2 separate regions of the Arachis hypogaea genome follow, and region 2 is linked to region 1. A link is a contact called in public Hi-C data. All regions are on one chromosome and are shown on one strand. The core of a region is the stretch at or near the end of the contact, and the rest is flanking DNA. Distances in the headings are between cores, read along the strand shown. Region 1 holds the start of LOC112697068 (ATP-dependent DNA helicase At3g02060, chloroplastic). Region 2 holds the start of LOC112697072 (nudix hydrolase 13, mitochondrial).

Region 1 (6,974 bases), core at 2,257-4,756:
CAAACCAGAAGAAGGAATCGTTTCCATAAAAAATGAGTAGGCAATGAAATATATATCCAGCGAGCAAAATAAAGAATATATCATTTAAAGTCAGAAACTTCCAATTTGATGCACTGATAGGGTTCTTCACAAAAAAGAGCTACTGAAAAGACATCACGTTTATCCAATAAGTGGAAACTGTGTTGTTAGTGCAGGGAAGTGTTACTTCAACCAAAAACTGACATGTATTCAGTTTAGCTCATGATTATAGTTTATGGATATTTTGACTTAGCATTAGAGAGAGTTCTTAACAAACTCAACTGGATGAAAGCATATTGTTATTCTTATTTGACTACGAAATAAGTTAAACTATAATCTCCATACTTCATAAAATTAGATATATTTGAGTATTTAACTATAATAAAAATGGGAAAAAGAGAAAACTCGGCCATACCTGAAACCTGCTTAGTAGTCCAACTTTGAGATTAGGATATACAGAAAAGCGTTCAGATATAACATCAAAATGTTGTTTTGCTAGAACTCTAGTCGGTGCTAGAATCATTGCTTGCTTTTTCGCCGACACAACACAGTGGATAGCACGTAGTGCAACCTCAGTTTTGCCAAAACCAACATCTCCACAAATTAATCTGTCCATTGGAGTTTCTCGCTCTGTCAAATCCCTCTCAACATCAATAAAAGCCTGGACAGATAGAAAGGTACGTATTTGGAAGAGATGGAAATAACTCATAAGCATCAAATAAACATGTCATATTGAAATAAATGTGAATATGTATATGTATAAATTCTGATTTATCGTGAATGCCTTAGAACATAACATGTAATTATTTAAAAATTTTAAATAACAAATTAAAATTAGAATATAAAATCATAATTAACAATTCCCCTTCCATCTAAACACATAGCATTTACTAAGATGTCACCTGTTGTTGATCAGGTGTAGGCTTATAAGGAAATTGAGCAGCAAATTCAGTCATGGCAGGACTTTTCGAGTAAGGCGGTCTTCTCTGTTTGAGCCTATGTAGATAGAGCTCCATCAAGTCAACGACCATTTTCTGTATCGCAACCTTCCCCTTAATCTTTCTTTTCTCCCAACTACTAATATCATTTAACTTGCTCAATGTCCGAGGTCTTTTGTTCTCGTTTGGACTGCCAAGGCACACCAAAATTTGACACGATCATGACCAAATCAAAACAATTCTCCAAACACAATTGACTACTAGCCAAACAAAATACTAGCTTCTCTAAAGTGCCTTAACAGGGTAAAGTGTTTGCATCAAAAGAAATTATGGCACACTTATGGTTCTTGTATCATGCAAAATTCTCAATCTCAACCATCAATTTTTTCATCGACGACCATGATTGTGCAATATCTCTCTATTGAAATGTCTAGCTAACTGACTTGTTCTATATATATGAATTACATTACAATAACAAAAAAGGTAAGAGTAAGAGGGCAAGGAAAACTCACAGACTATATCTATAGAGCATTTTCGATGCCTGCTTAAGAGGAAGCTTCGCCATCCCATCAGCATACTCGATGAAAACATATTCAGTAGGTTCTGTAGAATTCTTTGGAACATCCAACCTGATCCCAACAAACCTCCCAATGCCAACCTTCTTGTGAACAACATAGTCACCGGATTGAAGCGTATAAGGGTCAACCTTGTAGCTGAAGGTACCATCTTTCCCTTCCTTCCTCTCACCCTTCAGCTTCTGCAACCCCTTCTGCTGCTGCTCCTTCACCATCTGTATGTACCTATATTACACAAATGTCTCATTTTCACTCGCGTTTGCTAACTGTATTCATATACGTATGATTTAGCAAATACTGTAATCTTAAACTCCTTAAGTTCATGGCTGATTCATATTGTACTCAATACTTATTTGTGAAGCATAGTATGTACCTATCAGCCTCCTCTGAGTCCATAACAGTTCTTGAAACCTCCCTGCTGCCATAGTCACGACGAATTCTCTCGTTAAGCAAGGCAATTGGGTCATTCTCAAGCTCATTCTTTTTCTCTGTTCTGTTCCGCAATTCGGAAGGGGAAGAAGAAGGGGCATAGACCCCTTGCGTATAGAATGCATTGGTGGGAAAAAGAAGTACGTTTTTCTTCTTGATGTGAAGGGCTATAGGGTATAAAGGGTGGGGGAGGATGAAGAGTTTCCAAGTTTTGGGGGAAGAAGTGAGCTTGGAGATAAGGGGTGTGGAAAAGTGTGGAGCTGGAAGGAGTGAAGCCATGTAAAGAGGAGAGTCGTGTGTGGTTTTCAGAGGGAAGAATGGAAATGGGTCATTGGAAAAGTTTTGTGAAGAATGCGTATTTTGAGAAGATAGAATCAAATTCAGAGATGAATGTTGGAGGTTTTGGAGGGGTTTTGCCCAAACAGGGAACAAATATCTTATATCATCGTAACTCAACTTCCAGCTTTAATATCAAAAATATTTTGTCAAATTAATTTTTCTGGGGTTGAGATAAGACATAAGAGGCTGTGCAGGATATTTTTTTTCTTTTCTTTTATTTATTTACTTATTTTATATATTTTAATGGGCCTGCGGTTTTGGTTCCTCTTTCAGAAAGTAGAAACAAAAAAGAAACGAATTACTAGTTTCAAGACCAAAAAATAAAAAGAAAAGGGAAATAAGAGGGATATCTTCGAATTCCAATTCCTCCTTTGAGCGGAGGCCCGAGGAACTATCACTTTGTATCAGGCATGCAATAAATTAACATTTTCTTTAGTAATTGTGCAGAGCTCTTAGGTTGGATTAGCCAACCATCAATGCTTTCACAGGGCTATCCTTGAGCACTCTCTAAATGTACCATCGCCCTGTGTTATGCTGGCTTTAGAGGAATAACTTATTTTCAGGCCGTTCTTTCGTAAAAGAGAATAGCTATCTATAAGCATAAGCATGTTGGCTGAAGCCACTCAACGTAGGTTCTTTCCATCAGAACCTTCCTAACCATGATATCCACTGGTTCGTTCACAGAGCAAGACACCAAAGTAAAGCAAAACTGCCAGTCCAGTCTCAGAGCGATCTTGAGAAGAAAGCCCCTCTATGTGGTGTTGTGGAACAATTTTGCTAGATCAAAGATTGCGAGCTTCTGCGCAATAAACACCCCGATAACCACACTCCCAAGCTAGTTGCAAACTGCAACAAATAGTCAGCAGCTCTGCATGAAGAGGCCGATGATGCAGACAAGTTCCGGAGCAGCTCTTCACCCAGCTGCCGTCTGCATTGCGAATGACGGTGCCAAAGGCAGACTGTTGAGGCTCCATGAGAACAGTTCCATCAGAGTTAACTTTCACAAACACTAAAGGAGGTGGAGACCAGCGAAAAGAGATTGAGTGATGGCTCATAAGCTGGCCATGCTGCAGTAGAGCCTGGAATTCCAAGGCTGAGAAGCGAGCATAATGGGACAGCAAGGGAAGGGGCCAGTGATCATCAGTTTTTGCCCATTCCAAATACACCGCAACGCCCGAACAATGAGGGTAGGGTTAGTATTACCAGAATCTCTTTTGATCCAGGCCCCTCAGCATTATCACAACTATTGGGGTAAACGCCAGAAGCACTAAGATTGTGGATTTGTGGAAGAAATGGAAGAGAGCAGTTCGAGGAAAAGTGCCCTTTGGTATGTGCTAATTGGACATAATTTAGGTGCGCAAATAACACTTTTACTAAATAAATAATCAGAAGGAAAGGAGAAAGATCATTTCTAAGTTGAGTCTTCTAATACTCACCCAAAAAAAAAAAAACTTCTAATACAAAATTATTGCAACTATATAATATAATTACACATTAGGAGAGCAGCATAAACCTTACAAGCGTTTTTCTCAGAGAGACCCTCCTCTGCCATACTCATTTTTCCATGAGCGAGGCAATAAAAATAACACCTATAGCCTGGAGCATAGATTCGATACAGCCAGGAAGAAGTTGTATATCAAATTTTACCAAGAAACTAAACATAGTATATCATTCCAACTTCAATGAGACTGATGTGAGGAATGTTAAGAGCCACAGCAGGACCCCTGCAATTCTTGCGTAGAAATGAGTAACCGATATCAATCACAAGCTTCTTCAAGAATGAGGATGATTTCCTAGCCTTAACATATGAGTGCCCCAATACATAAGCAACCCCAGCTTCCTTAGCTTGAATCAAATCCACAAGTTCTTCCCTAACTGCAGGATCCATACCAGGATTGCTTGGTAGCTGAAATCTTACTCGACGCCTTCTAACTTGTGGACTTTCATCATCATAAACCGATTGCAAGCTGCGAAGGGTTACAGATTTACTGCTGGGGATGGAGCTGTCCACACCAATTTCCTCAATCTCGGAAACTATTAAGCTTGCAGTGGATTCTAAAGTTCTGGTACTTATAACAGCCATCCTCCCATCGAGCGAAGAGCTTTCAGAACTTGAGTACTGTGGTTCTTCTGCTTCCCTCTGTATAAACTCTGCTATACTCTGTATTAGATGGTTCTCGAAGTCTCCATCGTCCCTTTGAATGTCCTTGTACCCATATCTGACAATGCACCTGTACATTCGATAAGGTCTTGGACAAACTCGACCAATAAGGAATCTTTCTTCTGGGGAGACATATGGAACAGGGACTGATTTCACACAGACAAAAACTAACACCTTGTGAAAGGCAGGAAGATTCGTTACAAAATGGGAAAATATTGAAGGAACTCCAGTTGCTAGTTCTGAGTAGATGAGACCTATTCCTGGGACTCGAACAATGCCAAGGCTTGGGCCCAAACCCAGTAACCACTTCAATGAAACTTTGTTGTGAAGATCATAGCTGTACTTCCTTCGAGTACCATAATGCCATACATACATAACAACCATGAAGATGCAGGATAAGACAAGAGGGACCCATCCTCCCTGAGGCACTTTCATGAATGCTGCTGATAGATAGGTGCCCTCTATCACCCAAAAGAATAAAAGGAATGCTATAGCAATCACAACACTTTTTTGCCAGACAAAGATTGCGACCAGAGTCATCAGAAAGGTCGTCACAAACATTACAGTCATACATGCGAGTCCTGTAAATCAATGCCATGAATTAAATTCAAAACGAAAAAAACCGACATTCAAACTGTAATTTGTAACAACATTGTTAGCAGAAACTCCTGAATTCAAGGTAGCAGAGCAGGAATTGTAACACATCAAACTAGAAAACAGAAAAAAAAAAAAAATAAAGGGCTGGGATATTAACCATACTATCATTATTTTCACATCCACAAGCCAGTAATTATTGTATTGTTGTTCCTTCATAACAACTATTAGGACTTTGACTAATTGAACTATCAATCCAAACATATAATCAGAGGAAAACAATGATCTGAAGCAAATGAACAGAAAATTACCATACTCACAAGGAAAAAGATCCTCTAAGATGAGGATTTCGGTAAAGTGAAAAAGTGACAAATGTCTGTGTGTGTGTGTGTGTGTGTGGTTGTGGGAGGGGGGTGGGGGGTGGGTTGGTGTACGCTTTTTTGAGCAGGGAACCTTATATTACCGTAAGCATTTCCAATTATAGTCGTGTCTTGAAATCCAATGGTTATTGCAAGAGTCAGGATCATGAGTATCCAGTTTATCTCTGGGATGTAGATTTGCCCATATATATGTTTTGAAGTGTGGACAACTTTAACTCGTGGAAAGCAGCCAAGTGCATGACACTGCTTGATGATAGAGAAAGTTGCGGTTATAACAGCTTGACTCCCAACAATAGCAGCAAGGGTGGCAACAACAAAAACAGGCCAAAATACAGGTTCTGCAGGAGAAGCAAAAATATTAGCAATTGCACTAAATTACTGAATTCTCAAAGCAGTATTAACGAATGAGAGTAATGAATGGACCAACCAGGTATTGAATCATAAAAACTGTTATGAATAGATTGAAGGTTCTTAGACAAGAAAGCAGCTTGGCCCATATACTGTACCACCAAACAAGGGTATATAACAAACGCAAATGCAATCTGCAAAAGGGAGGAAAATATTAAGGAATCTCTTGACAATTGAGCATGTACTACTTATTGTTGCTTTCCCAGAAAATAGTAGTAATTTGTAAAACTAAGATCAATTTGATTATGTTGATATCATAGAGAAAATGGTGGATAAGAGGGAAAGAGAAAAACAAGAAAAAAAAAAAGGAGAAAGAAAACACTCAACTATAAGTACTCCTTATTTCTAATAATACTTTAAGCCATGTACCAGCATAGTGCAACTGGTACAATCTCAGCCCAACAAGACTAGTGACACGATTGGACAGCTAAAGCAATAAGAATCATAACATCATAATTCATAACAACAGTTGCAAGAAATTCAGCATCAAGTTTTTCTCACCCTTATCGATGTAGCAGTGAAATGACCAAGATCTGCAAACATAGCTTCAGTTCCTGGTGAGGTAAAAAAAAAAAAAAAAAAACTCAAATAGTTAGTAATTTAGTATAGTATAGCATCTGAGTTTCTTAAAACCTCAGGTTTTACAGTTCTAGTAACTCAAATTTTGACTAAATTTATACAATTGTAAATAGAACAAGGAACATCAATACATCATGCATAACATCCCTACAAACTATAGAGCATATTCTATGATATAACTGTTAAAAAGGATCAGAACTAACATACCAGTGATACAGAGAAGTATCCCTCCAAGAGAAATCCAACCTTCTTTACCAGTCTTGATAAAGAACTTGATGAGATAGTATGGGGATAATGCACGAACAATTCTAGGATTCCAAAAAATTGTGTTATACAGCCCAATAGAAAATATCGATAATAGCCAGATGATTACAACTGGTGCAAACACGAATGCCACTTTGTGTGTGCCAATGTGTTGAAGAGCAAACAGCCCAACCAATATGACACAGGCAAGCAGGACAAGCTCACCATCAGTTAATTTTCTTTCCGTAACTTGTAACCCTGATACAGATGCTAGAACTGCAAGGTAAAGATCAGGCTAATTGTTAGTTTC
Region 2 (7,194 bases), core at 645-3,144, 200 kb after region 1:
TAAGAGATCTTTTTCAACTATGAATATTGTGAAAAATAACTTAGAAACAAAATAAAAGATGAATTTCTTGATAATTTTCTTTTAATTATATTGAAAAGAAAATTACTGAAAAATTTTACACAAATTCTATTATCGGTGAATTTTATGATATGAAGAATCGACTATTTCGTTAGTAAAAAGTATACACATATTTCTTTTTACTTTAAAATATATTCTTTGTCAATATATTTTTGTAATACATCTTATATTATATAATTTTTTTACATAATTTTTAATATTATATGTGTTATTGGCCCCCCATAATATCATTTCTGGATCCGTTCCTGGCTACAATAGTTTCAATAATTATTAACTTTTTTATTTTTTATTAATTTCAATTTTTTTAAATGCTTGCTATGGTGTTTATATATAGTATTTATTTTGGTGCTATTAAATACGTAGAAAAAGATATTTTTTAATAAAAAATATATTTTTTATTTTAATATATTTAACAAATTTTTAATAATAAAAATAAAAATATTAAAAAAATAAAAATATATTTTTTGAAAAACTATAATTTATATTTTCTTAAATATATTTAAAAAAAATATTTTCACATAATAAATAAACAAAAAAAAGTACTTTTATCTTGTTGTAATTTAAATATAATTAATAAATAAAAAAATCTTTTTACATGAAACATCAAAACATAAAATTATTTTTACTTTTTAAAAGATCTTTTAAAAAAAGATTTTGCTATCTTGCGTCCTAAGAGCATAGGTTAAGCATACCATAAAAAGATATGTTTTAATGCTATTTATTGCAAAAATTAATTTTTTTATGTTTTCAATGCATAAAAACAATAAATAGCATTATTTTCTTTTGTTTATGGTATGCTTAATTTATGCCTAGTGGTGGTAGCATGCACCTTAACCCCAAGTACCCAACTTGATTGGATAGGGTTGCTAACTCGATCTGCTGCAAGTTGGGTTGAGTGCGGAGCGAGTTTGAGCACGGATTGGGTAGGATATGGGTTGAGTCTCAAACCTACCCGACTAATCCGCACCCTATATATGTATATATTATAGGTATGTGTTGAATCAAAGAAGAAAGACCTCTCACTTATTGCAAAAGATTTTTATCATTGAATCAAGATTCTCAATTGATAGTTTAACACTTTTGTTTATATGAAAACTAATTCTATTTTAGTGATACAATATTATATCACAACATTTATTTTGTGTTTGTGTTATTAATTTAAGCAAACACTTTTATGTATAATTGAACATTTGATGGTTATGTTGTTTATGGGACGATTGTGTTATTTATGAGATAATTGTGTTGTTTGTATTAAATTTTTAATTTGCATGCTCGTTAGGTTATATAATAATATTGCATATTTGTGAAAATTCGCAGATAGAGTTAAATACCCGCAGTAAGATTAGGGTTGGGTTCAAACCCTATTCTAACCTACCCATTGTCACCCCACCTATGTTCGTAGAGCACAAGAAAACAAAATTCTTTAAAGAAAGATAAGTTAAAAAAAAATTTTTTGTTAAAAGTTTACCCAAACAAATTCATAATTGTCTAATTTATTAAAAAGAGATAAAAATTAATATTTAATATTTACAATAAAAAACAAGTTCGACAAATTCGTCACCAAACTCAAAGCCATCAAAAGAATTTGCCTTTTTTTTTTTAAATGCAGCACAACGTTACTGCTTTTTAATTTTTTTGTTCTTCACGCCACTGATATGTTTTTTTTTTTTGGACAACATGTTTTTATTTTGAAGTTATGGGTTCTAAAATATAAACAGTCCTCCCATATTCTTTCCGCCGCCTCTTTAGGCAGCGCCCAACAAGCCCGGCCGAAATATCATTAGGCCCATAAAATCCATTGACCAAAATATTTTATTAACATTCCATTGACTACTTCAGATTAACAAATAATCCTCCTATCTTGACAAGAGGGCTTCTGAACATAACTTCTGACCACTGCTCTTGCAATCATACTTTTTGTGTTAAGAGACCTTGGCAAACTGATTCAATTTTAATTAGTTAGGAAAACATGTTTTCCATTCAAAGTAAAGAGACGCAGAAACGAGTAGCAAAAGAGAGTAACACCAATACTAATCATTATTGTTGACAATGAAATCAATTGTTCTAAATAGAAAGTGAAAGGTTAAAATATCATGAATCTTTTCTTCTTTTTTTTTCACATTTTTTACAAGGTTCTCTTAGGAACAAAGTGTGTTGAAGAAAATAAACATCAGTTGAAGATGTTGCTTACTTCCTTTCAACATTGATTCATTACATAAAAAAAAAAAAAAAAAAAAAAAAAAACAGAAACCAGAAAACATGTCAAAAGCTAAAGTTGATGGCTATTTCTTAAGAAGCACATGATAAGATGTTTTTCTTAGAATTCATACTATGGTGTGGCATAGTAGAGGATCTTTTATAGCACTTAGGCGGTGCCATAGTTTGAGATTCTGAAACATCTGCTACTAGACTTGAAGGGCAACCAATGCTATCTTCATCTTGCTTCTCAAGCTTTCTTTCTTCTTCTATGACTCTAAGAAACTCCTCGAGCGCGCTACACATCCACTCGTACCGGCTCAGACTAAATGCCTGCTTTATGTTTAACTGAGAACACAAAATATTAGACTTAGACTCAGATATAGCTGCTCTCTAATGTAGAAATACATTCTATTATGTAAACAATACAGAGAAATAGAAAGATGAAAACTTGTTAAGAAAACAAGACAGGTATAAAAAAAGAAAATCTCTCTGTCTTGAAACAGTTACCAAACACGACCTATGAATTTTCTTCATAACATTACACTTACCCATTGGCGACTGCGGTTATTTTGCTCCGGCCAAGTGTGAAGTTCTTCGGTAACCTCCATGGCAAACATGTATCCTTTACAACCACCTTCCGTGCAACATAAGTCAAGGTTGCTTTTGCTTCTGAATTCCCATATTCCCAGTGGAACTTCCTAAACATGAAATTAAAGTCAGCTAATTAGTCAAAGGAAATCAAAATCAATAGTAGACATCATCAGTTAATGCTTTCATGGATTAAATGTATAATTGTGTTAGTTAACTTAGTTTAATAGGTGTGCATAAACATACCATGAAGAACTATAAGTGAACAAGTTGAATGAGCAAGAAGGATATTGAACCTACTCTTAGAAGTCCTTTAACTCCTGCTTCCTCTAATGCTTCGCGGCACGCGGCTTCCGTAACAGTTTCATCATCCTCCCATCCACCCTGGAAAGTGATCAAGTGCTGATGAAGGGAATTGTTGCAGACATAGATAATATCTAATTCATTATCAAGTACCTTTGGAAATACAAGATCATCGCGTTTCGGCGAAGAAACCATGAGTACTTCTATCATTTCCTCTGTTTCGCCCGTTTGATCTGTGCTGTCCTTTATCCACCTATAGGGAATACACCTGTTGCAATGCAAAGGAAAGCTTAACCATCAGAATCTCTTGCAAATCTCACACAATTTCTTCTTCTCACAAGATATTGAAACTCTATAGAAAAGATAACAAAATTGTTCAAAATTTAATTTTTAAAATAGTTTTATACGTACATCTAATCATGTAACACTATATCAATAAAAATAACTATTTTTTACATTAATTACATGAATAGTCATCTAAAAAAACGAATGTACATAACTTTATAAAATACTTATTTTACACCATCAATATATCAAAATTAAATTATTTTTTGTTATCAAATATTTTCGCATGTAAAATTACTTGACAAGCAAGGTGCAGTTGTTTTTGAGAATTTTGCCATCTGGACCTGTTATTATTATTGTGTAATATAATTGATTATTGATACATCAAACACATTCTTTCATTACATGATTTCATAATCATGGTTACTACCCTAGTTAAACCCTGCATATGCGCATGCCACGGTGGTGTTGTTACCGATAACTATGGAGAAAATTTCCTGGTTGATTTATAAAATGATATTGATATGGTGATATGATTATGGCCCACAAATTTGGAGTGTCATTATTATTTTTATTAAACGTTTAAGTCAATGACATGGCCCACTGTTCTGATGCATGATTGTCATGGAAACATCCGCATGAAATATTGAAATGTTTAATTAATTATCAAACACACAAGGCATAATCATGCAGAAACAGTTCTAAGATGTCCTCTTCCACACATACACTATAAAAAAAAACGGTTAACGGAGAAAAGTGTGTTAAATAAAAATTCGGAATCTTCGAAAATAGAAAATTTCTATCACAAATGTAATTTTTACCATCAACAATATTATTTGTACATTAAAATTAACTATTAAAATTAATCATAAATATATTTATATATATGTTATTTAATTTATTTTTAATATATATTTTATACTAATAACTGATTTTAATAATTAATTTTAGTGTACATCTAATATAATTATTTTACTATTTATAACTTTTAAAAACAAATTTGTTGCAATATAAGAACATGTTTATTTTATTTTAAAAAAATTGCTTCTTAATATATGCATATGACTATAAAAAATGTTATTTATCCTTTAAATTTTTAGCTTTTAATCAATTTTTTATTTAAATAATATTATTTAATTAATTTAAATATTGACTTTTATAAAAAGTATTTATTTTTTATAAAAAATTATTTATTTTCTAATTTTTCTCTTCTAAAAATTGAATGATAGATTATTTTTAAAGAATATCTAGTTATATTGTATAACTATTTTGAGTTCTTCATGAAACGGGACATGGGATTTAAAAGGGATCAATTATAAATTATGCACTTAATTAATTGCATATTTTAGTTTCGTTAGTGATGATTTTGTCTGTGGAAGATCAAGTAGTGTTAATAATAATTGAGTTGACATACATTATTCACACAAGATGTCTACGAAATTTGGATTTAAAATATATTTCTCTGTAAGCAAAAAATTAATTAGGCATTTTGGCTTCTGTTCGTGATTAAGACTTGTATTAATTTAGTAGTATTGCAGGCACATAAGACAAAAGTAAAGACAGAGAAAGGAAAGAGAAAAGGAAACAACAAAGAAGGGAAATGGAAACCAAGCAAGAGAGAAGGTATAATAAAAGCAATAATATTTAAGAGAGAATAAAAAATAGCCGAAACGACTAAAAGTTATTTTATTTAATATTTATTAATTATTTTTAGAATAATTATATAATTTTAAATTTAATAAATATATCATTAAAAATATTATGTATATAAAATTATGGATATTATGTTATATAAGTAATTCTAAATATTATTTTTTTAACATAATACTTTATGGCTATTACAACTTATTCATTTTGGTCAATAGATGTTCAAAAATATAAAAATATTTTTTGTACTTTAAAAATGTTAGTAATATATTTGTGTATATAAATATATGTGTGGTTTTATATTTTTAATATATATTTGTATTTTAATATATATTTTATATTGATAACTGATTTTAGCGTACACATAGTATAATCGTTAAAAATATTGGCAAAACAAAATAGTAATGAATTATTAAACTAAAAGAATTTGACTCTTAAATTTTAATGTATAATTTGTATAAAATAATTTTATATGTGTATTTAGTTATATAATATATAAGTAAAGATTTATGTGTAGTTTTTTTTATGGGCTATATTATGTGTACACTAAAATCAACCATTAGTATAAATAAATATAAATACACTATAAAAATAAATTAAATCACACATATATTTATACACAAATACATTAATAACTGATTTTAATATAAAAATAATATTTTTTTTAAATTAAATTTATCATTAAAAATTATTAAATTCTTATTTAGTCAAATTTATTAAATTATCTAACTATTTTCAAATACAAACTTCATACGAATTTAGAACACGACTATACCTAAATTTATACCTAATATATAACATCAACAAAAAAGAGTACGGTTTACATTGATAGTAGAAATATTAACGGATATAATTAAACGATTATCTAAAACTTTTAAGACTGATAGTGTATCACAATTATTTTATTTCTCATAAATTATTTTTCTATTCAATCCCAAAGGGTTGGCATTGAAGAGAAGGGTAAAAAAGAGATTTTGATAGAAGAGAAGACGAAGCTATGGCGTTGAAATGGAAGACTAACCCGGAGACAAGGCGCAAATTTCCTTCATAACGCTGTCTTTGTCGTCCTGTTCTTGCTGACAAACACGACATCGTTTCCAATTTCTACACAAACCAGAAAACAAGTCATGAAAGAAACGAAATTGGTAAAACTTTGTGTCTGAAAATGTTTTCAGGATCCTCATACATACCAAGGTCACGAGATCTTTACGAAGAATCTGAGGGATTGAAGAAGAAAAAGCTAAAGAAGAACCACAGTCCAAACTTTGATTTTCTTTCTTTTCTTTTTGTATGTTGTCGTTCTATTTTGGGTTAAACCTATTCAATTGTGTCAATAAAGGTTCTCTCTGTTGTTAAAATTTTCGTATGCTTCAACACTGAAACCAATCATAACGGTGTTTTGTTCTTCATGGGGCATGTGTTAGTGCCACCAAATGGCAGAACAAGGGTATGAAATTCTTGTTTCAGAAGAAGAAGGAAAAAAAGGAATTATAATTAGGCTTCGTCGGAAAACAGAGTCATAAAGAGAGAAGGGGATAAGAAGTTTCAGCGGGCTTCTGCAGCGGCATGTGTTTATATAGTAATAGCATCTCCTGCTTTTTTTTTTTTTTTTTCAATTGCTTCTTATTTTATATTTTTGCTTGTAATTAAATTTCGATCGTTAGAAAATTTTTTTAATCACATGTGATTCGAGTTTTTCTTTCGAAACATAGTATGATATTTATTAAGTTAATGCAGAACAAAATGCTTATAAAAAAATAAAAAATATTATTTGTACATTAAAATTAACTAATAAAATCAATCATTAATATATTTATGTATAAATATATATGTGGATTAATTTATTTTTAATGTATATTTATATTTTAACATATATTTTATACTAATAAATAATTTTAGTGACTGATTTTGATGTACACAGATCATAATCGAACTAGTTATTTACTTATTTTATATATTTATTAGATTTTACATGGTACCACTTTTTTCTAATAAACAATCAACCATCAAAGTACTAGATGAACAAAAATGAAGAGAATGAAAGTAGAAATTTAAAAGACAAAAAAAAAAATAATTGATTGTTGTTTGAGAAAA

What was found. Hi-C and Micro-C count contacts between places; a contact is called where the count stands out from the background.
Region 2: a Hi-C map of an unstated tissue shows a contact between it and region 1, with 5 times the contacts expected there. The contact joins the enhancer-like site here to the promoter of LOC112697068 in region 1. A contact is called at or near these places in 4 of 8 Hi-C or Micro-C datasets (leaf and an unstated tissue).

What each region holds. Positions count from the first base shown.
Region 1 is chr6:97,889,267-97,896,240 of arahy.Tifrunner.gnm2.J5K5, forward strand. It overlaps LOC112697068 (ATP-dependent DNA helicase At3g02060, chloroplastic), which reads right to left and starts at 3,507. Exons shown (of 14, transcript XR_011862519.1): 1 at 1,905-3,507; 2 at 1,469-1,756; 3 at 921-1,146; 4 at 434-679. LOC112697069 (potassium transporter 4) reads right to left here. Exons shown (of 8, transcript XM_025750062.3): 4 at 6,629-6,940; 5 at 6,344-6,396; 6 at 5,862-5,976; 7 at 5,518-5,772; 8 at 3,648-5,041. The coding sequence ends at 3,954.
Region 2 is chr6:98,090,372-98,097,565 of arahy.Tifrunner.gnm2.J5K5, forward strand. LOC112697072 (nudix hydrolase 13, mitochondrial) reads right to left here and starts at 6,825. Exons shown (of 6, transcript XM_025750064.2): 1 at 6,291-6,825; 2 at 6,122-6,204; 3 at 3,322-3,436; 4 at 3,166-3,249; 5 at 2,826-2,975; 6 at 2,138-2,622. The coding sequence starts at 6,192. The coding sequence ends at 2,368. Within about 2 kb of position 1,895, at least 2 of the 3 cell types and tissues checked have open chromatin away from gene starts, as enhancers often do.